2 separate regions of the Mustela erminea genome follow, and region 1 is linked to region 2. The links are chromatin contacts, called in public Hi-C maps. All regions are on one chromosome and are shown on one strand. Each heading gives the region's core, a stretch centred on a gene start, on an enhancer-like site or on the middle of the called end of the contact. The rest is flanking DNA. Distances are from core to core; before and after follow the strand shown. Region 1 holds the start of CEP55 (centrosomal protein of 55 kDa). Region 2 overlaps MYOF (myoferlin).

What was found. Hi-C and Micro-C count contacts between places; a contact is called where the count stands out from the background.
Region 1: a contact with region 2 is called in a Hi-C map of fibroblasts, with 4 times the contacts expected there. The contact joins the promoter of CEP55 here to the enhancer-like site in region 2. A contact is called at or near these places in 2 of 3 Hi-C or Micro-C datasets (fibroblasts and spleen).

What each region holds. Positions count from the first base shown.
Region 1 is chr14:58,804,618-58,810,552 of mMusErm1.Pri, reverse strand. It overlaps CEP55 (centrosomal protein of 55 kDa), which reads right to left and starts at 2,074. Exons shown (of 9, transcript XM_032313417.1): 1 at 1,772-2,074.
Region 2 is chr14:58,698,257-58,703,796 of mMusErm1.Pri, reverse strand. MYOF (myoferlin) reads left to right here. Exons shown (of 53, transcript XM_032314143.1): 19 at 1-73; 20 at 1,259-1,383; 21 at 3,200-3,306. Among named protein-coding and RNA genes, the nearest start is that of MYOF, 98 kb to the left of the region's middle. Within about 2 kb of position 3,931, the one cell type or tissue checked has open chromatin away from gene starts, as enhancers often do. A contact at or near this core is called in fibroblasts, where this site is marked.

The DNA of each region.
Region 1 (5,935 bases), core at 825-3,324, 110 kb before region 2:
TAAAATAGTGATGATGATTGAGAAATTTAGAGGAATATGGCACCATTCATGCATTCAAAAAATGTAAGAAAATCTGATTTACCAGGCAGCATAAATCAGAAAAAGAGAGAAAGAGAGAGAGAGAGGAAGAAACAAAAGAAAAAGACATGTTCCCTTACAAAATGGAATTGTCAATCCAGTAAAGAAGGCAAGAAATAACAAAGACACAAATTCTCAAGTAGTAAAGTTTCTCGAGTTGTAAAGTTAACACTAGATAGAAAATGAAAAGTAGTGAGAAGTGTTTCCAGTAAAAATTGAGGAGACCTAGGCCTCTCTGTAAAACTGACTTTTGGGGTCATACTATATGAAATCAGAGAGCCTGAAAACACTAGAGCTGTGTAAACTAAGTTGAACAGACCATCTAGCGAAGGTTAGTACTGGATTTTTGCCCAAGGTGGCAGACTAAGATAACTAGTAAATCAATTAAGGCTAATGCAAGGCTATGGTATCTTGTTTTGTTTTGTTTTTGTTTGTTTTTAAAGATTTTTATTCACTTGACAGAGATCACAAGTAGGCAGAGAGGCAGGCAGAGAGAGAGAGAGAAGGAAGCAGGCTCCCTGCCGAGCAGAGAGCCAGCCCTATGCGGGGCTTGATCCCAGGACACTGGGATCATGACCTGAGCCAAACAAAGGCAGAGGCTTTAACCCACTGAGCCACCCAGAAGCCCCAAGGCTATGGTAGCTTGAGAACCTGCTGCCACAGGAAGTTCTTCCCGTAGGGTTCTGCTAAGAACACATTGTTGACATAGTTTAATGGGTTGATAAGACAGAAAACTATTTTTCAATCAAATCACTGAAACAGAATGTTGGAACTATATAGGTCAGTAGAACTGCAAGGAACCTATGGACATTAGTTCCTGACCTCTGGACAGAACTCTTGCAATGAAACACTCTCCTGTTTCTAGCTTCTGGACTGGACCCTGCTGGGATCTCACAGCGCCCCACCACTTAGTCCTACCAACCTCCCTTCCCTGTTTCTTCTATCCCCGGCAGGCTGATACTCACAGGGCTCACACTTCTCAAACTTTGACCCACTGTCCCTTCTTCAGGAAGCCTTCTCTCTGTATAAGCTAATATGCCATAGGACACATTGTTTACTCCCACCCTACATCCGCTTTTTAAATTTGTTCAACAGTTGTTTCAGGGGCTGAACTTTGAATTATTTTTGTCACTCACAGCACCTAACAACAGCTGCTCAATGCGTATTTATTGCTTGGCTGAAGAGATCTTAGAAATGCTGGACAGGAGGTGACCAAACAAACCGCGATCCAACAACCTCCACAAGGCATAGGCTACAGGCCACATTCTTCCCAAGCGGAGGCAAATCTTACAAAAACGGGGCGCCTGGGTGGCACAGTCGGTGGTTTCAAGCTCAGGTGGTGATCTCCGGGTGCTGCAGGGCTGCGTAAGAGTCTCTCTGCTTCTCCTTCTGCCCTCCCTCTTGTGCATCGGCTCTCCCTCTCTCGCAAAACAAATAAATCTTTTAAAAATCTTACAAAAACCCTCACACGGGAGCTGTGTGGGCAAACAGGGAGGCAAAGGAAACCTGCAAAATGAGGCACTTTTTTTCCCCCCCACCTCTAAAATGAAGATGTTTGTAGAACAGACAAGAACGTGCTTGGTAATGGGCAAATTGATGTTTTCACGAAAGACCCTAGCCAAGTCGCTTGGCCTCTCTGTGCCAAAAAAAAAAAAAAAAAAAAGGAGAGGGGGAAGAGGACGGTAGTACCCACCGCAAAGCTGTAAGGAAGGTTCAACACGCCGAAGATCGTGAGGCTCCCAACCCGGTGCCAGGCAAGCGCCAGGGAAAAGGGACATATATCAGGACGGGCAGAGATTGAGTCGAAGCCGACGCTGTCCGCCTGCTGATCCCGCCTCTCTCGCCGTCAGATCTGCCTCGAGGCTGCGGGCCCTGGTTGCCCTTGTCACCCTCGGCTGTCGCCTCCCCACCGCCAGCCGGCACCTGAGGCCAGTGCCGGCGTTCGCGTCGGCTCAGTCACACCCTGCGGCACGGGCGCCGCTTCCGGGAGTTTGAATCCCGCGGCTGCGGGGCGGGGCACGTCACTGCCGGCGGGGGCGGGGCTGGCAGGAAGGGGGGCGCGCCACAAGCGGCGGGCTCGCGGCTCCCCGATTGGCTGCGGCCTCCAAGGGGGCGGGGCCTAGAACTAGGACGCGAGGTGGGACTGGGGTGAGTCTGAGGGAGCCGGGGCAGGGGCGGGACTGAGGACTGAAGTCCTGTTCCTGGGTCCGCAGCCCTATTCTGAGGCTTTCCCTGGGCTTTTCTGAAGACTCCGACCTAAGGCTCGGTGTTCCCTTCTGAGGAGCTGGTTTGCGTTTGTCTGCTTTGGGGATGAAGCACATTACTGTGCTCAGTGAGCGAAACCCAGTAACTGAACTGCGACTAACTCGTTTTGTATCCTTGAGCATCATTTGCCCTTCTAGGTACCAGTTTTGCCCGTTATAGCATGAGAGAACTGCATTCCCTAAGGGCGGACAGCCTGTCTTCCCATTGGGCTGAACCTTTCTCCTGCCAAAAGTCAGGGGTGGAGTACTGGGGAGTGTAGCAGGGAGGAGAACTGATAAGCACCCCCAGACTGAGCTCAGAGATTAGGAGCCCTAGAGGAGAGGAGGCAGGCATTTGCTCCAGATTGCTGTAGTCTGGCCTGATGTCTGTTGGTCAAGTCTGGGTCTTGCTTAGCCTCTTTAGGGGCCTTATTGCTAAAAGGAAGAGGCACAGAGAGTGTTTGACAGAGCCTAACCTTTCTCTCTTAGACCAAGTGTAAACTCACCAGAAACTTAATAAAAGGATACAGTAGCAAAACGTCCTAGGAAAGCAGTGTCACATAGCAGTAAACACGAGATTAGAACTGCTTTTAGTTCCTGACTGCCTCTCACTGGATAGATGTGTGATTTTAAATGTTATTTAATCTCCCAGAGCCTCGGTTTCCTAATCTGTAAAACAGTGAAAATAATATCTACCCTATAGAATGGATATAAGAATTAAATGGGAGAATCTGTGTAAAGGGCTTGCCATTTAATGCTCAACTTGCCATTTAATGCTCAATAATTAGGCATTATTACACAAGAAGCAACAATCAGGGGCGCCTGGGTGGCTCAGTGGGTTAAAGCCTCTGCCTTTGGTTCAGGTCATGATCCCAGAGTCCTGGGATCGCGCCCCGCACTGGGCTCTCTGCTCAGCAGGGAGCCTGCTTCCTTCTCTCTGTCTGTCAAATAAATAAATAAAATCTTTAAAAGAAAAAAAAAAGAAGAAGAAAAAGCAACAATCACTCATGTAACTAAGTAAAATGGATGAGAAGCTGGGTAGAGAATTTTAAAGATTTTTTTTTAAAACACAAGAAGATAACGTTTGGTTCCTGCTTCCAAGGAGCTCACATTTCTGATGGAAAAGTGAATAGAATTGGGCTTTTTCACATCTGTTGTGATAAAGTATCAGATGGGATTGGGGTAGGAGGAAGTCGTGGCAAAAGACAAAGGTGGGTGTGAATGTTATGCATTGCCTACAGTTGAGAGCAAGGGCAAAATTAGTTTCCATAGAAATTTGCAATAATTCTTAGAGTGACAGAGAAAGAAATCACACTGCTCAGTTTTGAGCCAAATGGGGAGTAAAGAAGAGGGAGAGCCAGGGGTGGGGGGTTACTATGTGAAGAGGGCGGGCACCTGGCAGATCAGACCAGCAGCTGGGGCCCTGGTGCCTGGGCCTACTGAGCCAGACACCTCAATGACACTTCTGCTCCCAGGTCCCTCTCTTCTGGTGGGAGCTCCCGGTGTGACTGGGGACCCCTGAGGAACAAGAGCCCAGTAGGAAGCTCACTGGTCCTGTGGTTTGTTAAATTTTGTAATTATCATTATGAGACCTGAAAAATCAATGTTTGCTCTTTGCAGATAGGTGCTGCCAGGCATGAAGTGTGAGGAGTTGTAGTTTGCATAAGGCCTCACAAAAGTGCTAGCACTTTGATGTTGACTCTGCTTACTTGGCTTACTTGGTTTACTCGGAGGGATCCTAGGGCAAGGATTCAAAAAGAAATGAACAGCCAAGCAGACTGGATCTTTAGTTCAACAGATTAGTTCATTTTCCTCCCAGTAGGAAAATCTTCCTGAGAAACAAAAAACACTACCAAAAGCCTGCTGAATACGTTCAGCTCTCATAAAATGAAATAGTGGAGTTCTAGATGAATATGGTCAACACTTTTGAAAGATTAGGACTTCCAAAAGGATGCTGATGAGTTCCCAGGGCCTCATCAGCAGATACATCTATGTTTGCCAATAAAGCCTTCTGCAGTGATGGAAAATTTCCCTCTGCTCTGTCCAATATGCAGCGCTAACCATATATGGCTGTTGAGTGTTTGAAATGTGGCAGCTGTGATGGTGGAACTAAATTTTTAATATTACTCAATTTTAATTTAAAAACTGGTAGTTGATTCAGTTATGAAGCTTTTAAGTATGTTTGGAACAACTTGGCTATGTAAACTTTTTAAGTGTAATTTTATTAAATTGAAATACAGATGTATTTCTATTGAAAATTTTGTTTCTGAGTTGAGCTGTGTGAAATACACAGCAGATTTCAAAGACTAAGTATGAAAAAAAAGTAAATACTTCACTAGTACTTCTTTTATATTGCTACATGCTGAGATGGTAATATTATAGATATATTGGGCAAAACAAAATATACTAAAATTAATCTCGCTAGGACTCTTATTTACTTTCTTTACTGTGACTTCTAGAAAATTCAAAATAATAAATGTGGCTTTGGTTATATTCCTATTGGACAGCATCAGTATACATACAATAAATGTTCTTTAAATGCAGGAAGAGAAGGACTAAATAAACTCTTATCTCCTTCCAATCCAATTTCCCTTCAGTAGGGATTTTTCTGGAATAATGCAGATCTAATCATGGCACATATTCCCCAAGAAACACTGAAAACATTTTATTGACCCACCTTTGTTCTTGGCGTAAAATAGCAAATCCCTGATTTTTTCTGTCAGGCTTAGCAAGGCTAGGCTGACCTTCCCAGTCTGGTCTCAAACCAGCCGCTCTAGACACCTTTGATTCCTTGACCAGGCAGCATTCTTCCTGCCATAGGGATGTTCTCGAATCTTGTGCTCCCACTATTATCTCTTTTCCCTTTCAGATATCTGCTCAATCCTCACAGCCTCAGGGAATGCTTTCCTGCTTCCTAGAGCAGGGGAATTTCCTCCCTTTACACCCTACTTCTCCCTTTACACCCTACTTCTTCAAAGCATTCACTATAGTTATAATTGCACACTTCTTATGATAATTTTTAAGGAATTTTTATTTTTTTAAGATTTTATGTATTTATTTGACAGGGAGAGAGAGAAAGCACAACCAGGCTGAGGAGGAGGGAGAAGCAGACTCCCCGCTGAGCAGGGAGCCCCCATGCTGGGCTTGATCCCTGGACTCTGGGATCATGACCTGAGGTGAAGGCACCTGCTTAACCAAGTGAGCCACCCAGGTGCCCCTGTTAGTGATTCTTTGACTGGTGTCCTTTTCCTTCACTAGACTGCAAACTGCTTGAGGAATTTGTCTGATTTCCCTCACCACCATATCCTCCACACCTACCATCATGGTGCTTGAACAAATTAGGAAGTTAATATTTGCCCAGTGAATGAATGAACGAACTGATCTGGGCATCCTCTGCCCTAGACTACTGCGGAGAAACAGACAAATGCTTTACTCTCCTCCTTTTGGTAATCAGTATTCATTAACAGGCACAAAAAGCATCATTTTAGAGCCCAGCACCTTCTCAGGGTTAACCCCACTGCTCTTTCCTGGGTTAGAATAGTTCACGCATGGTCAGCCAGGAAGGGCTGCAATCTAAATCAGTAAATAGGGAGACACTGTTAGCATTTAGCTGA
Region 2 (5,540 bases), core at 2,682-5,181:
TATGGCAACAAGTTTGACACAACTTGTAAGCCTTTGGCATCAACCACTCAATACAGCCGTGCCGTATTTGATGGTAAGAGTCACTCTAACCATCTCTCCTTCCACATTGACAGTGGGTACACCACAGGACAAGAAGCATCTGGCATAGTCTCCCTTTGGCAGCCATTATGCTCAGTATATGCTTTGTGGGAAGAAAAGGTTGAATGGAGAAGAGAGGTGTCTGGAGTTCAAGCACCTTCAAGACTGGTCAAACCCAAGAAGTCATAGGCCCTTTGCCAGGGTCTGAACCCTAGTTCCCCCTCCCATGTCCAACTTTCACACTGGCTCTGCTTTGTAAAATCACGAGATGGCGACTTGCTGAACTCTGAGCTCCCCTAAATCAGCTCCTGCTCTGCCCAGCTCCACCCAACCAAGCCATAAACTACTCTGAGATTGAGTAGTTGAAGTGGATGGGACTCTGGCTCAGGCCCTGGAAAATCTAGCTTCTGGTCCTCATTCTGTGACTCGCCAGCATTGCGACCTTAGCCATATCACTTAATTGTAAACTTCAGTTTCAACCACTTCTCCAGAGTTGCTGTGAAGATTGAATTGCTGTATTTGAACACAGGTGGATGAGAAATAGCCCCTACTTTTAAGTTTACATTCTAGTGTGTAAAATAAGTCATAATAGAAAGTGGAGTATGAGAATGCTCTAGCGAAGGTTTCAACAAATGGTTTAAGAGTATACAGAAAGGAGAGAGAAATGCTGATCAAATGTTCCAACAGTATTGCTATAGTTTTTAACTAACTTCTGTATAAACAGTGTTAAAATATCAGATGTGCTAGAAAATGTCAGCTGATAATTCTTAACTATCATAAGGCTCTCAGTAATACAAAACCCCATGTATCCAGCTAAGGCTTTAGCAAAGAGAAAAAAATTCTGTTTTTTTTTTTTTTTTGGCCCCAGTTCCAACAAAAATATTGTGCAGAAACATACAATCTAACCCCCTATGCTGTGTATTTTCTGCTGCCATATTGTGGAATCATCAGTGATGTTCAGACATATGATCCTGAACCCCTACGAGATCCTAAAATTGTTGTATTCAGTTTACTAGGGTATTTTAGAGAGATTTCCAAAACAACTATCCCTCAGTTCCTTCAAATAAAACTTAAAACCCAGATCACCCCAAACCATTCCGGGTACAGATCGATCAGTAGCCCAGTTTGCATAAATGCATTAAGTGTCCAGTGTTCATCAACTCTCAATGTTCTACACCAGGGAACTACTATTATTACCTGCCTTGGGCCCACACAAAGCCAGTTGTTACCCTGACTTCTTACTGGGAGGACATTAGTCATCGCCTGGATGCGGTAAACATTCTCCTAGCCATGGCAGAACGGTTGGTAAGTTTATCTTTCCTACATTTCCTTTCCACCAAACAGTAAATTATGTGTTAGTTTTAGGCTAGATCCCTCTAACACAAGACCTCAGGATACAATGATAAGATAAATGTTCTTTTGTACAGTTGAGGTAGGTGTTCCAAGGCTGGTACAGAGGTTCGGTGGTAATGAGGACCCAAACTCCTTCCCTGTTGTTGCTCTCCCGTCACTAAGGAGTTGTCATTGTCTGCACAGTTGAGGCAGCTCAGCGCTACACCTGCCCTCCAGCCTGAGGGAAGGGAATGGGGAAGTAGAGGACACAGGCCTTTCCCTTGAAGGGAAAGACCCAGAAGTCACATACTTGACTTCTACTCATTCTCCGTTGGCCAGAATCCAGTCACACAGCCACATCCTTCTTTGGATAGGTTGGGTTACTACTTCTTGGGTTAGCAGATGACCAGATGAAAGCCCTCTTACTGAGGAAGGAGGGAGTGGGTATTGAAGTAGGAGGACAACCCACAGTTTCTGCCACAATGAGGTGTGGCATGGAGAATGGTTCCTTCCAGTTGAAACATGTAGCCCTTAGAGCTTTACTGTTAATGGGGTAAAAATCTCCACTGTGGGAAGGGTTGGGCTCAAGGAACCAGAGCCTGACATGTTATATTCTCTTTGTAAACTAGAGGACCTTGTTTGGAGGTTGGGGGTACCTTGTGGTTAAAACTGCATAGATGCAGTATCTTTAATTTTCCATCTAGTTGACATTGATGAGAAGGGGCTCATGGTTGGGCTATGTCTTAAGTCAAAGATACTACATTACTTCTATCAGGTACTAATAAAAATCCATCTATTATTAGTGTTTTGATTTCCAGATTACATTAGTGTTAATATTTTCTAAGCTTTAACCTCTGTCAGGGTGGGACCAACATGTTTGGGGGTCCTGGAATATACCTGAACAAAGAGTCCATGGCAAAGCCTGAAAATACTGTTTTATGTTATGAAGACAATATTGAAGGAGAATTGTAGGTTTAAGTCAACTGAAGCATAACCGTTCCCATAACAAAGCTGCAGGTGATATGCAGTGTAGTTATGGTATGAACTTCCAGTCCTCTGTCTTGAGGAACTTAGTAAAGAATTGGTCACCCCTCTATTCTGATGATGTTTTGGGTGTTCTTCAGCCTTATTCATCAACATTGGCCAGGCTGTCCATAATCCATGCTCAACTGGACAAGATGGTGTTTTCCCATGATCAGGTTTATTCTAGTCTTCCTGATTCCTGCAGTTATAACTCCTTTCTCCAAGAGTGAGAAACCTCATTTGTTCATTTGGTAAATCCTAAAATCCACAGATAAACCACTGTGAAAAGCAAATCAGTTTAGAGTTTGATATGTTCATGGTTCTTTCCTTTCTTTAAACTGAGGGTGTATCATCAAAATATTATGTTCAAAAGTTATTTGGGTTAGTTTGGTGTAGTTATGCTATTCATCTGCAATAGCGGTCATTTGTTTCTGTTCTATGTTCCATGTTGGGGTTCCTTCCCCCGTCTTTATTGGTTTTATTTTATTTCCTCTTTGAATACATAAAATATTTACATGGTTTCAAAGGCCAAAGGTGTAGGAGAGATTGTCCTATTACTTGTACATGTCAGCATTGATTGCATTTTAAAGACAAGTGAATAGTGCTAAGCTATGGTGAGCATTTTTTAAATGTAAGAAATTAAATGCTCTGGTTTTTCTGTTAAGCCTTTTGTGCATTTTTTTCTTAAAGATAAACGTTCAACCTTTACTGAGTTTAACAGCATAATGCACAATGACCAATTATTTCCTCTTTCCAAATTCTCCAGCAATTGAATCTTGAGGCTCTGAAAGCAGGGATGCAAGGTAAAGTTCCTGCAAACCAGCTGGCCGAAATATGGTTGAAGCTGATTGATGAAGTTATAGAAGATACAAGGTACAGTGACCTTGTTCCTATCTCAGAATTCCCAGTCATGCTTTCCTTCCTAGAACTGTAAGACTAAAAGACCCTCTAGAATTGTTTCCATTGTTTGCCTGAAAAAAAGTCGAGGTTCTCAAAAGGCCCCAGTCACTGGGAGGAGTCTCTGAATCACCACCTGGAAAAGCTCCACTTTCGGATTCTGGGCCAGTTTTGAAGCAGCCTCCGGGAGGGGAGGCCAGGAGGCTGGAGGCCTCTTCTGGAAGCACCTCCCAGGGCAGCCCAGGCAAGTGGTGGGGAGACGGAAGGAGGGAGCAGGCCTAGGCCTGACTCCCTCCCGTCAATCCCTGTGTGCCCACTGCCAGGAACAAGGGGACTCCTGCCTCCCACAGAGAATGAGGCCTCAGGGTGGGGCATTGACTTTTGCCATTCAGAATAACAGTCCTAGTTCACAAACATGTTTTTAGAAACAGCCTTTTTACTTGCCTTTTTAACTGAGTGCCTATTGAATTGTGGCTAAGACTCCCTTCACAAAGCCAGTAGATTTGACTTGAGCCGGAAACCCTTTTAGGACTGTGACTTTGGGGAAACAGCTCAGATCCCTGGGCATTTGGAAATCAAAGGGGGAAGTGATTCATCCCAAACTCATTTTAAATATTGACTAATAGTGCAGTGGACAAGGAAGTTACAAAAGAAAAGCCTATTGAAAACTTCTCCTAAGCAGCAAAAATTAGGAATGGTTCCCCACCCCCACCCTCACCCCCAACTCGAGGCTGACACCCTCAGTCTCCCTGTCATCTTGTGCCTTCTAGTGGTTTCACTAGGTCATTGAAGCCCAGCTGAGATCAGAGCCCTGCTGGCACTTCAATTCAGAGGATTTAAAGCTGGGTCTTAAAGGTCATCTCTCCCAGTCTCCTTATTTAGGGGTGAGCAAAGAGAGGCCCAAGGAGGTGAAGTGGTGCATTTGATAACCAGAGCTAGGTTTTTCCACACAACTTGTCCCATAACATGCTTCACACAGGCAGTATCTCTTTATGGAAGGTCTCCTGTGTGACTTTGGAGCTAGCGGCTTCCATATGCATTTTGTGCCTTGAGGAATTATTCCTGGGACTTAACCTTTCCAGCCTATGACCACAATTACTAATGCAACCAAACAGAAACATTTGGTAATACCTTCATGTGGAAAATTCTGTGAATTTCAGGATTTGCTGAGCAAAACACAGAACCATCTATTGACACAGGTTTTGAACCAAATGGATGTGAACTGTTTTTGAAGGATCAAATGGAATCTTTTTAATGTGATGTAACAGGAAACTTGTGTTTAAAGGAAGTCATGCTGGGATGTCCTTCATTTAAGAAGCTAGGGGACCAAAAAAAAAAAAAAAGAAGAAGAAGAAGCAACAGCAGCTAGGGGACATTCAAATCAATGGAATTTCTAGGTAGAAACAATGTGAGTAGAACTTCCTGGAATTGGTGACAGGCTCCCCTAGAGGCCCCACCAGCTGCCGCGGTGAGAGGAAGACTCTGCAGAAGAAGGTGAATTCTGGCCCCAGCTCAGCGGTTCTAGACTTCTCATTTTAATGGGAGCTTTGCCTCCACAAGTGGTTCTTAACCTTTTGGGAAACTAATGGGCCCCTTCAAATATCTAATGAGATGGATAATGAGGAAGACAAAGCTTAATGACGAAGGCCACATCATTCAGACTTTACTCAGCAGTCGGCATTGTTCTAAGTGCTCTCCATATATGAATTCATTTATTCTCACAGCAGCCCTAACAGTTAGATGCTCTTGTCCCAGCTTTGAAGATAGGAAAACAAAGAGATTAACTGCTCAGAATCACAGAACTAGTAAATGGTGGGTCAGGATTTGTACCCAGATGGTCGGCTCCAAAGCATGGGGTCTTTGTCATACGTGGCAAGGCCTGCCAACACGGACACAGATTTTAAAATAAGTTCCAGGAGTTTGCAGACCTGCCGAGACCCCCTGCCCTCCTCCACGCACTGCCTAGAGGTGGTGTGGTCCTTGGGAACCCTTCTGCCGAATTCTCTGTGATCTGCCTTCATCTTGTGGGTTTGTACTCCGGTTGTAAGAAGCAAAAAAAAAGGAAGATGTGTTCCTCCCAAATGCTGCGGCTGTTTCCATCTTCTCTCCAGTGACTCCACGGGGTCTAGAGTTAAACCCAAGAAATTGCTTTGGAATGTTAATCCCCCCGCAATGCTCAGAATCTGTCAAGCAGGTCGGCTCTGCCAACA